Regions from separate parts of the Ovis aries genome. Here region 2 is linked to region 1. A link is a contact called in public Hi-C data. All regions are on one chromosome and are shown on one strand. Each heading gives the region's core, a stretch centred on a gene start, on an enhancer-like site or on the middle of the called end of the contact. The rest is flanking DNA. Distances are from core to core; before and after follow the strand shown.

What was found. Hi-C and Micro-C count contacts between places; a contact is called where the count stands out from the background.
Region 2: a contact with region 1 is called in a Hi-C map of mixed tissues, with 3 times the contacts expected there. The contact joins the promoter of PNMA8B here to the promoter of HIF3A in region 1. A contact is called at or near these places in 2 of 16 Hi-C or Micro-C datasets (hypothalamus and mixed tissues).

What each region holds. Positions count from the first base shown.
Region 1 is chr14:53,338,020-53,344,314 of ARS-UI_Ramb_v3.0, reverse strand. HIF3A (hypoxia inducible factor 3 subunit alpha) reads right to left here and starts at 2,337. Exons shown (of 15, transcript XM_012190565.3): 1 at 2,282-2,337. The coding sequence starts at 2,307.
Region 2 is chr14:53,474,418-53,480,795 of ARS-UI_Ramb_v3.0, reverse strand. PNMA8B (PNMA family member 8B) reads left to right here and starts at 3,521. Exons shown (of 11, transcript XM_015100610.4): 1 at 3,521-3,849; 2 at 3,852-3,949; 3 at 3,951-4,177; 4 at 4,179-4,341; 5 at 4,343-4,487; 6 at 4,490-4,616; 7 at 4,618-4,780; 8 at 4,783-5,096; 9 at 5,098-5,251; 10 at 5,254-5,344; 11 at 5,347-5,666. The coding sequence starts at 3,624. The coding sequence ends at 5,432.

The DNA.
Region 1 (6,295 bases), core at 1,088-3,587:
CTGAGGCTCAGAGAGCAGCCTGCTGGCATAAAGCCACACAGCCGGGAAGCTGGTGAGATACGATTTGAACCCTGATTTTGGGGCCTGGGCTTTTAAGTGCCATGCCTTGGTGAGCATGCCACCCAAAGGACCCCTCTCCAGCCCCTCCACCACCCAGTGGACCCCTGTCCTTTCCCCTGCTCCCACCCCTGCTGCCTCCGGATTTCCCCAGCTGGCCCCATGCCCAGCCCTGGTCCAGCCCCTTGGCACTCTGCCCAGGTTGAGACGTGCAGCTGGAGCCCTGCCACCCTTCCTCTGTGTTCCAGCAGAGAACAGGGGGTGGAGCCAGACTGGGAGGCCCCAGGGTAAGGCCTGGGATGGGGACTAGGGCCTGGTGCCCCCCCTACCAGGAGACGGAGAAGCCCACTTCTTCCCTGTCCTGAAGAAATTGCCCCTGAGAGCAAAGGAACGGAGAAAGTGGGGACACTGGCCCCACATTCGGGGCTGCTCCTGGGCCTCTCCTGACAATCAACTGGGTATTGGGGGTCTTGCAAAAAGTATAGAGGATCTGGGGGGCCTTAGGCTGAACCCATGCAAGGATCCTCTTGGCAATGCCCTGAGGTGGCCTGAAAAGGCCAGAGGCAGGGTTTGGGTTGGAGAAGGGACTTGGGGCAGGGGGTTGGGAGAGTCTCTCTACTCCTGACTCTGCGCATTCCCAAGGACCTGGTAATCCAGTGGGGTGCCTGTACCCCAAGTTCTCTGTTCTCTGGGAACCCTCTGACCTAGGAGACACCCAGGGCCAAGTGCCCATCGGGGCTTCCCGAGAATCACCTTTGCCTGGGGTGGGATGGCAGTTAGCCAGAGCTGGAAGAGGGGGAAGGAAGTATGGGGGCCCACTCACCATCACCCAGACCCTCTTTGGCCCAAATGCCATCCTAAGGGTGCAGGAGGGGATGGAGCGTGGCTGGGATCCGGGTGCAAGTTATGAGTGGGTGGTGCGCAGGCTCAGATGACACCAAAGGAAAGGGCTGTCCTTAGATGGGGAGGGGGTGAGCGCCCCCAGCTCAGCCAAGAGGGGCCCCCACCCAGCCAGGAGGGGCTGGGCCAGGGCTGGCCCAGAAAGGGTGGGATAGAGTTTCCCTGGCAGGCCCAGAGCCAGAGACTAGAATAGAATTGGTGGGGGAGTATAGGTGAGGGGGGGAGGGATGTGAAAACATGGGGGTGTAGACAGATCCAATCAGACCTGTGAAGCCAGGGAGGAGGGAAGGGGGTGAGGCTTCCTGGACGCCTCAGATTGGACGGGAGAAATCAAGGGCTTGAGATACTTTCCGGGGTTCCATGCAAACATGGCCAGACAGGACCCCCTGGCTGTGGACCCAGAACACCAGTTCCCTGTGCTGCCCAGCAGGTCTGCACCTGTTGGGAAGGGAACACAGAAACCCACTCCCTGCCCAGGATGACCTAGCTGGCTGCTGCAGCAGGGGGCGCACCCATCACAGCTCGCACTGAAGCAGGCATAGCACCCTCTCTGGGGTCTTCCCAAATAAGGCTTGGGTGCCGCTTCCCACTGTCAAAGGGACTGGGTGGGGTTGGAGGAGTCAGATAAGAGGCTAGACTTTGGGAAGTGGGTCAGGCTGTTTTCCTATTATTAAAGGGATGACCCTACCTTTCACAAGAATACAAGGAAAGCCCTTGGGAAGGGTCCCCCAGGTGGCTCCTGAATCTGCCTATTCCTAGGCAACCCAAGGTTTGGGAAACAGTATCAGGGAGGGTCCAGTTACGGAGGTTCCCTCTTGAATCAATAGCCGACTCCCAATTCCAAGGGATTCCGTTTATCTGGGAAGGCTCAATTCGGGGCCGTCCTGTATCTCCTAGGACCCCAGGGGTCTTGCGTCAAAGAACAGCCTCAATTCTGGGGGCTCGGAGGCCAGAAAAGTTACTTACTCTGAAGAGGGAAAATGCCTCCCGCAGAAGCCTGGGAACTGCTCAAATGCAACCGCCCCAATTCCGTGGGGACCCCGAGTTTCACCCCTAATCAGAAAGGGAAGCGAACCCGGAGCAGCAGGAAACCGGGGATCAAGACCCCGAAGTCGCTCCTGGCTAGAGGGGCGTGGCAGCCTGGACTTGGGGGAAATGCCCCCACCCCTGCTATCCCCTAGGGTGGAGGGTGCGGCGGGGATGTGCCTGCAACCGCCCGTCCGAGGGCACCCTAGGCTTGCACCCGCTCCTTCCCCTCCCGGCTCAGGGGTCGCTGGAAGAAGAGCCCCCAGTTCTCATCACTCCTGCCCGCGAAGCCCAGTACCTTGCGCGCTGTAGTCCCAGCGCCATGACTCGCCAGTCGCAGCTCCGGAGCCCTTCGAGGCCCCTAGCCCCCTCCCCTGCCCCGCGAGCCCCCTCCTCAGCCCCTCCTCCCGCTGCACGGTTGGCTGCCCCGCGCCCTGCCCGCGGCTCTGATTGGCTGATGGGTCAGTCACTTCCAAGAAAGAGGCGGGACCAGAGACCGAGCCTTAGAACGCCAGGCGTGTGTGTGTGCAGGGGGCGGGTACCGAGGAATACACACACACACACCGCCACACCCCTTGCCGCGGACTTCTAGGCAGTGTCACCCGCACGGTGCACAGTCGGCGGGCCTCGCCTTCTGGCCCAGTCTATCCCGCCAAGTTCCGACACCGACACTCTTCTGAACCCACCTAGTTCGCTCTGTCCCTCACACCCCAGCCCCCACCGTCTAACTCCCACCCCCGGCTCACCCCTCCACTTTCTACCCCCAGATGGGCCCCTCCGACTTCCAATCCCACCCCCTCCAGTGGCCAAGCCCTGCCTCCGGAGTCGCCCAGCTCCACCTACTCTGTCTCGTCTTCCCCATCCACCGAGCCCCCCGCTTTTCCTCTTCGCCCCCAACTCCCAACCCCACCCACCCCAGTTCTACAGTCCCTCCCCTTCTGTACCGCACCGTCCCCTCTCAGTTCCCTGCCCCTTCCTTCCACCCGCTCATCCCTCCGTCTCGCCCCCATACCCCCTGGTCCGCGCTCCTCTGGTCTGGCACCCCTCAGTCCCCAACCCCGCCTCCTTGCCTCTTGAACTCTCTTTGCAGGTTCTCTCTGGTGAGTGATTAAGTTTATGTCAGGCAAATTTTCAAAACTCAATCACACCCACTCTTCAGAAGAGCGGAGATGTGGTAGCTTTCTACCAGTGAAATAAGTAAGAAGGTAGACAGGGAGTGTTACAATTGGCTAAAGTGGGTGTTAATCCACCGCAGGTCAATATTCTGGATACAGCTTTGGGCAGAGAAAAGGACACTATAGCAGAAGTCTGTGGATTTTGCCCACCCTAGTATCCCGTTCAGTTTTCTTTTGGGGAACTTCTTCTCTCTTCTTTATTTATTTATTAAATACTTTTACTTATTTATTTATTTGGCCGCACCGGGTCTTAGTTGCAGCACATGGGATCTCTAGTTGCAACATACGAACTCTTAGTTGCAGCATGTAGGATATAGTTCCCTGACCAGAGATCAAACCCAAGCCCACATGCATTGGGAGTGCAGAGGTTCAGCCATTGGACCACCAGGGAAGTCCCTCGGTCTATTTAATTTGAGCAGGACTGGCCGTAACCCTCCCATCACCAGCTCCAGGGACTGGTGATAGGTTGGTTTAGTCACTAAGTCATGTCAGACTCTTGCAACCCCATGGACTGTAGCCCACCAGACTCCTCTGTCCATGGGATTTCCCAGGCAAGAACACTGAAGAGGGTTGCCATTTCCTCCTCCAAGGGATCATCTCAACCCAGGGATCGAACCCAGGTCTCCTGCATTGGCAATTGGATTCTTTACCACTTAGCCACCACGGACTAGACCTAGCCAGTTTATTCTGTTTCTCAGATCACAGTGATTAGTTCAGGGAAGGTATGTGACCTAACCTAGCCTAGTGACAACCAGCCCTGAGACATTTGCTGCAACTATCATGAAAGATGTTCTCTTTCTCCTGGAGTTGCCAAGCTAGTGGGATGTGAACCTGGAGCTTACAGGGCTCTGTTGCCAAGAAAGGCTTTATGAGATGAATGTCAACACAGGGGAAAGCAGAAATGAAAGTTTGTGAAAGATAGTCTTGACACTAGCACTTAGGTGCCTGAATCTGGCCTTACCTGAACACCATTTTAATCATGGAACCATTATGGGGTTTTTGGTGGTTGCTGTTATTGTTAAATATTGTTTTATTTATTTACTCTGTGCTTAGATTAGTTGAGTTGATGTCAGCTGCTTACCCTCCAAAGAATCTGGATAAACTGAGGGACTATGTCCTAAACCTCAGGAGAGAGATGTGTGAATGAGAGGCCAAATCTAGAAAAGGCTGCAGGAGAAGCAGTATTCTATTCAAGGGAGCAGGGGTTATCCAACTCACAGCAGAAAGCCAATCTGAGGCCTTACGGTGTCCAAGGAAAACTAGCATATGTTAAACAAAATTAAAACAGGACTAAAACTTATACACATAGATGCGCCAGGCATCTATGATCTAGGTATGATCTAGGTATGATCTAAGTTTAATGTTTTAAACTTCACTTGGTTGTTCCTGGCAGCAAAAGCAATACAGGAAATGTGTTTGTTGAAATAGTTTCTAAGTTTTGCTAAAAGGATATGTCTGAGGGACTTCCCTGGTAGTCCGGTGGCTAAGACTCTGTGCTCCCAAAGCAGGGGTCCCGAGTTCAATCCCTGGTCAGGGAACCAAATCCCATATGCTACAAATAAGGTTTCACACGCCGCAATAAGAAGATCCTGCATGCCACGACTTAGATCAAAGATCCCATATGTTGCAGCAAAGATACGATGCAGTCAAATAAATTGATTGATTTTTTAAAAAGGAGTGAATTTTTTTTTTTTTTTTTTTTGCCTGAGCTGCATGGCTTATGGGATCGAGCCTACCTAGTTCACTACCAGGGATCAAACCCAGGCAGGCCCCTGGCAAGGGAAGCTGAAATGATCTGATGCTTCCTCACTCACCTTCCTGGTGGTTGATGCTGCCTGTCACCTAGAACCTCCCCTGGGGACTGTGGCTAGAGCATCTACATGTGGTCCTTCCATGTGGCTGCCTGGGCTTCCTCCCATCATAGCCGCCAAGTCCCAGTGGAGAGGAAGACTGAGTGAGAACACACGCAGAAGCTGTGTCTCCTTTACAACCTAGCCTTGGGAGTCATCCAACGTCACTTCCCGCGCATTCCTTCCGTCAAGGCAATCACAAAATACTGCCCAGTGGAGGGAAAGAGACTCCACATCTCGATGGGAAAGATCAAGCTTCCACAGGGAAGAACATGTGGACCTGGAAACATTACTGCAGCTATTTTGGGGAAATATCTGCCACGCTTTTTACAGAACATTACCTTGGAGTTCTGCCTACAAGCAGTGCCGTGGAGGTGGAGTCTTAGGGTTTGGGATATTGGAAGAAAAAATGCGTATTTTATCAACAGGGAAATAGGGTTCAGCAACAAAACCCCAGAACCACGAACATACCCAGTCTGACGAGTCAGCATTACTGGCTACTGTTTTCTGGGCATCTGCTTGGGCATTTTACCTGCTGACGTTCACTTTATGACTCACTTTCCCTGCTGTCGAAGCCTGGGGAGAATAGCTCCTAGCCGTTCCACAGCCGCCACCTCTTGTGATCTAATTCTTTTTTAAATTTCTAAACATATTTATTTATTTGGCTGCACCTGGTCTTAGTTGTGGTAGGTGTGATCTAGTTCCCTGACCAGGGATCAGACTCGGGCCCCCTGCATTAGGAGCTGAGTCTTAACTGCCGGACCTCCAGGGAAGTCCCATCTTGTGATTTGATCTTATCTCAGCTCTCCCCATCCCTGACTCTGACTGTTAATAATATGGGCTTATAAAGATCAGCTGGCATTCCTGGAACACTGCCAGGAGCAGAAAATCCCTCCAAACTAGAGCCAAGCCAGCCTGGAACCAGACGATGGATTAAATAGGACGAGCCCTCAGTGCTATGCACGGGCTCTATGCTGAGTGCAATTCCTGCTCTTTCTGGAACATCAGGACAGCTCCATTAGGTGGGCTCCATTATTTTCCTGCTGATCAATGGTTATGATCCATGGTTCTACAGCCAGCCTGCTTGGGTTCAAATTTTCCCTCCATCACTTGCCAGCTGTGTGAGCTTGGGCATGTTGCTTAACTTCTCCGTGACTGAGTCATTTCTGTAAAATGCTTTTAGTTTAAAAATAGAAAAACCCTGAAGTAGATCAGACTATTGTTTCCAAATCTTCACTCCCCTGCCAGTCAAGGGGCTCCATCCTGGAGGGTGAACGGGCATAGCTC
Region 2 (6,378 bases), core at 2,272-4,771, 140 kb before region 1:
AAGTTGCCTCTGAAAAATTCCAGTGAACACTCGTGAGAGAATGAGAGTGAAAAAGACAGATAATGTGTGAGCAGTACTATGAAAATGGTGTCGATCTCATGGACCTCCTGAAAGGTCCTCGCGGGTTCCCTGGGGGTTCCACCACCGCACTTCCTTCGAGACCCTCCGCTCCGATAGTGCTGCTGCTGCTGTTCACTCACTGACTCATATCCCACTCTTTGAGCCTCCCTGGAACTGCAGCACGCCGACCTTCCCTGTCCTCAACTGTCTCCGGAGTTTGCTCAAACTCATGTGCATTGAGTTGGTGATGCTGTCTAACCATCTCATACTCTGCATCCACTAGTTGTCCTTCTTAACAAGCAGGCACAGTGTTTGGCCTCAAACACAGGGAGTGGGAAGAATTTTGCAGAAGTTTTAATAAGCTCTCTCTCTCTCTTTTTTTCCCCAGCTTGGAGGCAGTGGCTAGGCCAGTCACGGGTCCCATCTCTGTCCAACAGAGCATCCTAATTCCAGGACAGATATCCAGGGAGGGGCTAGGCAGGACAGATTGGGGTTCCCAATGCCCTGCCTGGCTGGTCCTTGCTCTCTAATTTTCTACTCTGCCTCTGGGACCATGTTCCCTCTCTGCTCTGGCTCACTCTGATCAGGAGAGAAATGAGGGAGAATTCCATCTGCGGCCAGAAAATGGAACAAAGATCCATTGCACCTGTCTTTCGGGACTAAATGTGGGCTTAAGTACGAAGAGAAACTGGAATTATGCAAGAAAGATGGCGGGGGCCTAGAATAGAAGCTGCCATAGTCAGTGGTGATGAAAACCACTTTTAAAACGATGCTCTCTGTGTGTATGTTACATGGAGTTAGGGTCTGAGCTGAGATCACTGTGAACTGATTTTTTTTGTATAGGTGTGAATGCCTGGAGGGATCCCCCAAAGTAGGGGAAGATGTGGATCGGTTCAAAGTTCATGACTGTTCCTGGCAGCCTACACACAGGCTTCCCAAATGGGGCACTAAACGCTTCAGGTGCCCAGATCACGTTTACAAACTGCCCTCCAGAGGTCAAACTGCTGTTAATAGAAACTCCTGAAATATACGTCAGGGACTTGCCTCTGAATCTTAATCTCTTTCTACTTCTTCACCCCTCCCACCACCAGCTGACAACCATTGGTCTGTTTTCCGTATCTGTAACTCTGATTCTGTTTTGTTGTGTTTGTTCATTTGTTTGTTTGTTTTTAGATCCCACATATAAGTAAAATAATACAGTATTTGTTTTTCTCTGACTTATTTTGCTCAGCACAATACCATCTAGGTCCATCAGTGTTATCTCAAATGGCAAGATTTTTTACTTTTTAAAATGGGTCTTTAAATAATAAATTCCATTATATTTAGTGGCATATTACTCAACCATATATATATATATATATATATAATCTTCTTTATATATAAATACATGTGTAAATACTCTATATATTATAATATACAATAAAGATGAAGGAATCTTGTTTATCAATTCTATCCATTCATCTGTTAATGGGCACTTAAGTTGCTCCCATATCTTGGCTATTGTAAATAATGAATAATGTAAATAATTGAAAATCTATTCCTAAAATTCATTTCCCCTGTTTTTTATATATTGAAGGTAGCCGTTAGCAAACTTATGTATTACACACGTGGCTTGCCTTGGGGGCTCGCATTATATTTCTTTCAGACCACACTGCTCTAGAGAGAAGACTGACACCCATTTGATGGAAAGGAAAGGAAAAGGGAGAAGCAGGGGAAATGAAAGCTGGGGGGCAGGTAGGAGAGTGAGTAAGCAGTTTGGTTTGTCCTAGAACCAGTTGCCATGGTAACCTTGCAATAAACTCTCTTCCTACATTAAAAACAAAGCAAAACAAAAATGAAGTGTTTGGGTTTCTTTTTTTAAAAAATTTCCTTCTTTATATATTTATTTGACAATTAAATGTATATATCTATATTAAATGATTGTATAAAGGGTCAAGAAAGAATGAATTCCCATCGCCATCTTTCAGGGAGCACCAGCTCTGGGCCAACCTCTGTTCCAAGGGCTTTCGTGGATCATCCTGTTTAATCCCCATAAGGATCCTATGAAAGTGAAAAGTGAAAGCGTTAGTCACTCAATCATGTCTGACTCTTTGCCACCCCATGGAGTGTAGCCTGCCAGGTTCCTCTGTCCATGGGATTTACCAGGCAAGAATACTGGAGTGGGTTGCCATTCCATTCTCCAGGGGGTCTTTCCAACCCAGGGATCAAACCTGGCTCTCCCACGTTGCAGGCAGATTCTTTAACATCTGGGCCACCAGGGAAGCCCAAAGATCCTATGAGTAGGGTTAATGGTTATGTCCATTTCACAGAGGAGCAAACTGAGGTGTAGAGAAGCCCAGGAAACTTCCCAGAGTCATGGTGAGGGCAGCAGTGGAAACCCAATGGCTGGGCCACAGTGCCTGATTCATGTAGAGTTGGGGTGAGGGTTAGCAAGGATGATAAAGGGGAAGTGTGTTCCCAGTAGCTATGACATTCACCCATCCCAGCCTATGGACCCAGTCAGGATCACGGTCTTCTTCCGGAAGTGATGTCTGATTTCACTGCTGATCACACCCACACAGGAACCATATGCAAAAATACGTAGTTAATAGTAGGTGCATGGTTAAGGCTACAGAAACATCTGTAAGAGTGAGGCCTCACTGAGCGAGGCCAGACCCCATCAGTGAGGGCTGTGGACCCTAAAGGATGCCAGCACCTCGCAGCCGAGGCCTGTGTATCCCTACTGAAGCCGATTTCCACTGAGTGAGGCCTGAAAACTCTGGGCGTGGCTTGCACCTCAAGAGTGAGTCCTGATTCCACCGTGGGCAGCCAGAGGCTCTTGATCTACGTCTCTGCAGCCTGAACCCCACCTGTACACGGCGGAAGGCTGGAAGCGTCTACCCCTGAAGGAGATCGCGGGTCTCCCTAACTGCTGTCTTGCCCCCTGTGATTATGGCCTTTGGTGTGTGGTGGGGGGCTCATCACTGATGGTGATCCCAACTCCCAGAGCCTTCCTTTGCTTGGGCTCGTCTAGAGCTGGATCCCTTCAGACCCCAGCAACTGCGACCCAGGCTGCAGCCCTGGCGTTGCCATGGTGACGCGGCCCAGCTGGTAGCAGGGGCGAGCCTGTGTGCGCAGGCTCAGGGCCGAGTAGCCGCCTCCGCGCGGAACTGCAGAGACTGAGCGGAGGCCGCATGGCCAGACATGGCCCTGGCGCGGCAAGGGGGACGCGCCTCTCCCCGCGGCTCTAGGTGCCGACCGCGCAGCCTTCCCCAACAACTGGCCCGGGCGCCGCCGTGTCACCCCGCCTCGGTCAGGCACAAAGGGCGGAGCGGAGGGGCCGGTGGCATCTCTGGATTTGCCACGCAAACTCCCTGTGGGTGCTAGGAACCCCATGAGGAGGGGGGCCTCAGGAAGGGCCGCCGGGTCGGCCGCCCAGAAGCAGCAGGAGCCCGAAGGTCACGTTCATCTGAACCTGAACTCCAGGACCCACGGCTCTGTTCCAGGGTGGCATTTGCCCAGGACCCCGCAGCCCACGTGCGCCTCGGGCTCCCTCCTGCTCCGCGATCAGCGCCAGAGGCACCATGGCCACGGGCCCTTTGGGGGGACTGGTGCAGGGGGCTGGCCCTGTACGTGCACGGGGCCTCCCAGAGGACGTGGAGCCGGCGGCCATCCAAGCGGTCCTGCAGCCGGTCTTCCTGCCCCAGGGCACGTTCGGGCTGAGGAACGCCACGTCCATGAGGGTCGAGAAGGCCAAAGCCACCGTAATGGAGTTTGTGGAGAACATTAATCACAGCGCCATCCCCGGGGAGATCCGGGCAGGGACGGCGTCAAGAGGGTTCTGTGCAAGGAAAGCGCGGAGGACACGAGGGTCCTGAGGCAGATGAGACGGTCGCTGCTGGATGAACTCCCCTCCTCCCGAGGCGGCAGTGGCCAGGGTCTCTGGGGACAGGTCCACTCCTCCCGATTCGGAGACTCAGCTTCGAGGGTCGGGGCCGACGGTCAGGGAGGCTGACCCCGCTCCTGGGGCGGCTAGAACGTCGCGTCGTCGAGATCGCGGAAACGGAACCAGAAGGAGCAGGCGGACACAGACGGGCAGAAGAGGGACCGTGCAGGGCGGCCATCCACATCGGGAAGCGGGATTCGGAAGACTCTTCTGAGGAGAGCCTGGGGCTCGCGATCCAGGAGATGGACCGGGAGGACCTAAGCGGGGATGAGGGTCATAGCAGGCTGCAGGCCTCCGCGGAGGAGTTCCTTAGGTAGTGGGCCCTCCAGAGCCAAGGAGATGACGAGCAAGGTCCTCCGTGAGTTCTTGGCCCTGGCAACGGTGATGGACAAAGCCAAAAAAAGAGGAGAAAGATTCCCCTTTAGGGCGGGGGTCGACTTATCGGCCATTCTGGCAGTGGGAGACGCGTCTGATGAGGAGACCGCGGACAGCGACGCCTCCCAAAGGAGTCCCAGGAAAACGGGGATCAAGAAAAAGAGAGGGTGGACAATCCTGAGTTTGTGGCCCTTGTGCCTCATACAGACCCCTCTGCCCAGGACGAGGTGTTGAAAATGGCTTCTGGGATGGAGTCGCTGGGCTGAAGGACAAGGAAGACAAGAGGCCTTGCTCGAGGTCTTGTCCGTCAGGGCCGAGGACGCTTGGAACCGCGTGAAGGTGCAGGAGGCAGGCTGCCAGGTGGCCGCCGTGGTCCTGAGGAAGGCCAGCGACAACACCTGCTGGAATGAATGCGTCTCCCCACCAAGACTGAGCCCCAGACCCCCTTCAAGGGCAAGAAGGCTCCCCGGGGCGCTCTCGGGAGCTGGGGGGGATGAGAGGAAGAGGTGGGGCCGAGGGCTCCTGGAGCTCGCGGCGCTCCGGGGAACTACGACGTGGCTGAGGTGATGGAGGAAGAAAAGGAAAAGGCCTGGGAGGGCGGGAGGTTGAAACTGTCCAAAGGCCACCTGGGGGAGGTCTTGGCGCTGCAGGCGGCCCGCGGGAACAGGTAGTGGGAGGAGGCGTCGGAGGGGGTTTAGGACACAGGCTCGGAAGAGGCGCCGGAGAATGCGGAGAGCGGAGTCCGAGTCCGAGGACCGGGCTTCCAGGAAGCGCCTGGACCAAGCGGGCCCGCACGGCCTGCAGGGCCCTGGGTCGAGCAGGCGGCGTCAGCTCCCGCCCCATCGGGGAACACGCAAAACCCGAGAGGAGGGGAGCGGCGGCCGAGCCTGGAGGGGCGCCCTCCCGAGACGAAAGCCCAGGAGGCGACGGCGGGAAGCAAGAGCAGGAAGGGGCGCGCGGGAGCCGGGACGCAGGCCGAGGCCGGCCCAGGGCTCAGCCGCCCGCGGGCTCCAAGTCGGCGCGTGGGAAGAAGACTGGTTGGGGCAGGAGGCTGCACCACATGTGCCGCTAGGGCCGCTCCTAGGGGGCGAGGCTGCAGCTGCCGGTGGGGCCCCAGCTCGGCGCTCCCTCCGCTCTCCCCGCCGTGGTGGCAGCTCTGGCCGAACCATGCATTCCCGGCTCTTCTCTGCGCGCAGCCCACCGCTCGCTCTCCAGTCTTTTCAGTCCCTCCTTTGCAGGTGGCGCGAGCGATCCTGACGCAAGAAGAATGTAACTGTAATGAGCGCCCGTGGAGGCAGCAGCCCCAGGTGACGGGGCGGTCTCAGGGCCCACCCAGCGGGCTTGGCTTTGGGTCTCCTGGCTCAGCACAGGGGCGAGTGTGTCCGCGGACACCGGGCACCAGGGGAGGCCCGCAGTGCCGGGCGTTCTTTCTTGTTCTCGGTGGAGCCCTGATCCCTTCCAGACTCATGCTTCTGGCCATCGTCCGTGAGCCTCTGTTCCTCATTCCAATCTGATGGGGGCTGGCCTGTGTGATGGAGGTTCCAGCCGGGCAAGAGGAGTGTCAGGATGCAGCTGAGCCAGGAAGCTAAACCTCCTGCTCGGGGTGGGGAGGAGAGGATTCCAGGAAGAGAAGCCTGAGAGGCAGGGGGGGTGTGCTCCTGGGGGAGGGGAGAAGAGGTGGGGGAGGGGAAGGGAGGGGTGGAGACCAGCCACAGGGGCAGGGGAGGAGGGGAAGGAGAGGGAAAGTCCCTGCCCATCTGAAGTGCAGCTGGTACAAACGCACCAGCTTCTCAGGGCCAAGGCCTCCTGCTGGTGTCTACAGGCTGAATCTGACACTCGACCTGCAGTGTTTTCAAACAATGGGACTTCTTAGCAACACTTTCAATTTGGGACAATTCACATACGGTGTGTTGGCTTTTCTCTGCAGTACCAAGCAGTGCACCTCCCCCAGGATGTCCCACCAACTCTCCCCTACCCACCTCCCGTGGGGTGACAGTCCCCTGGGCGCTGGAGGGAAG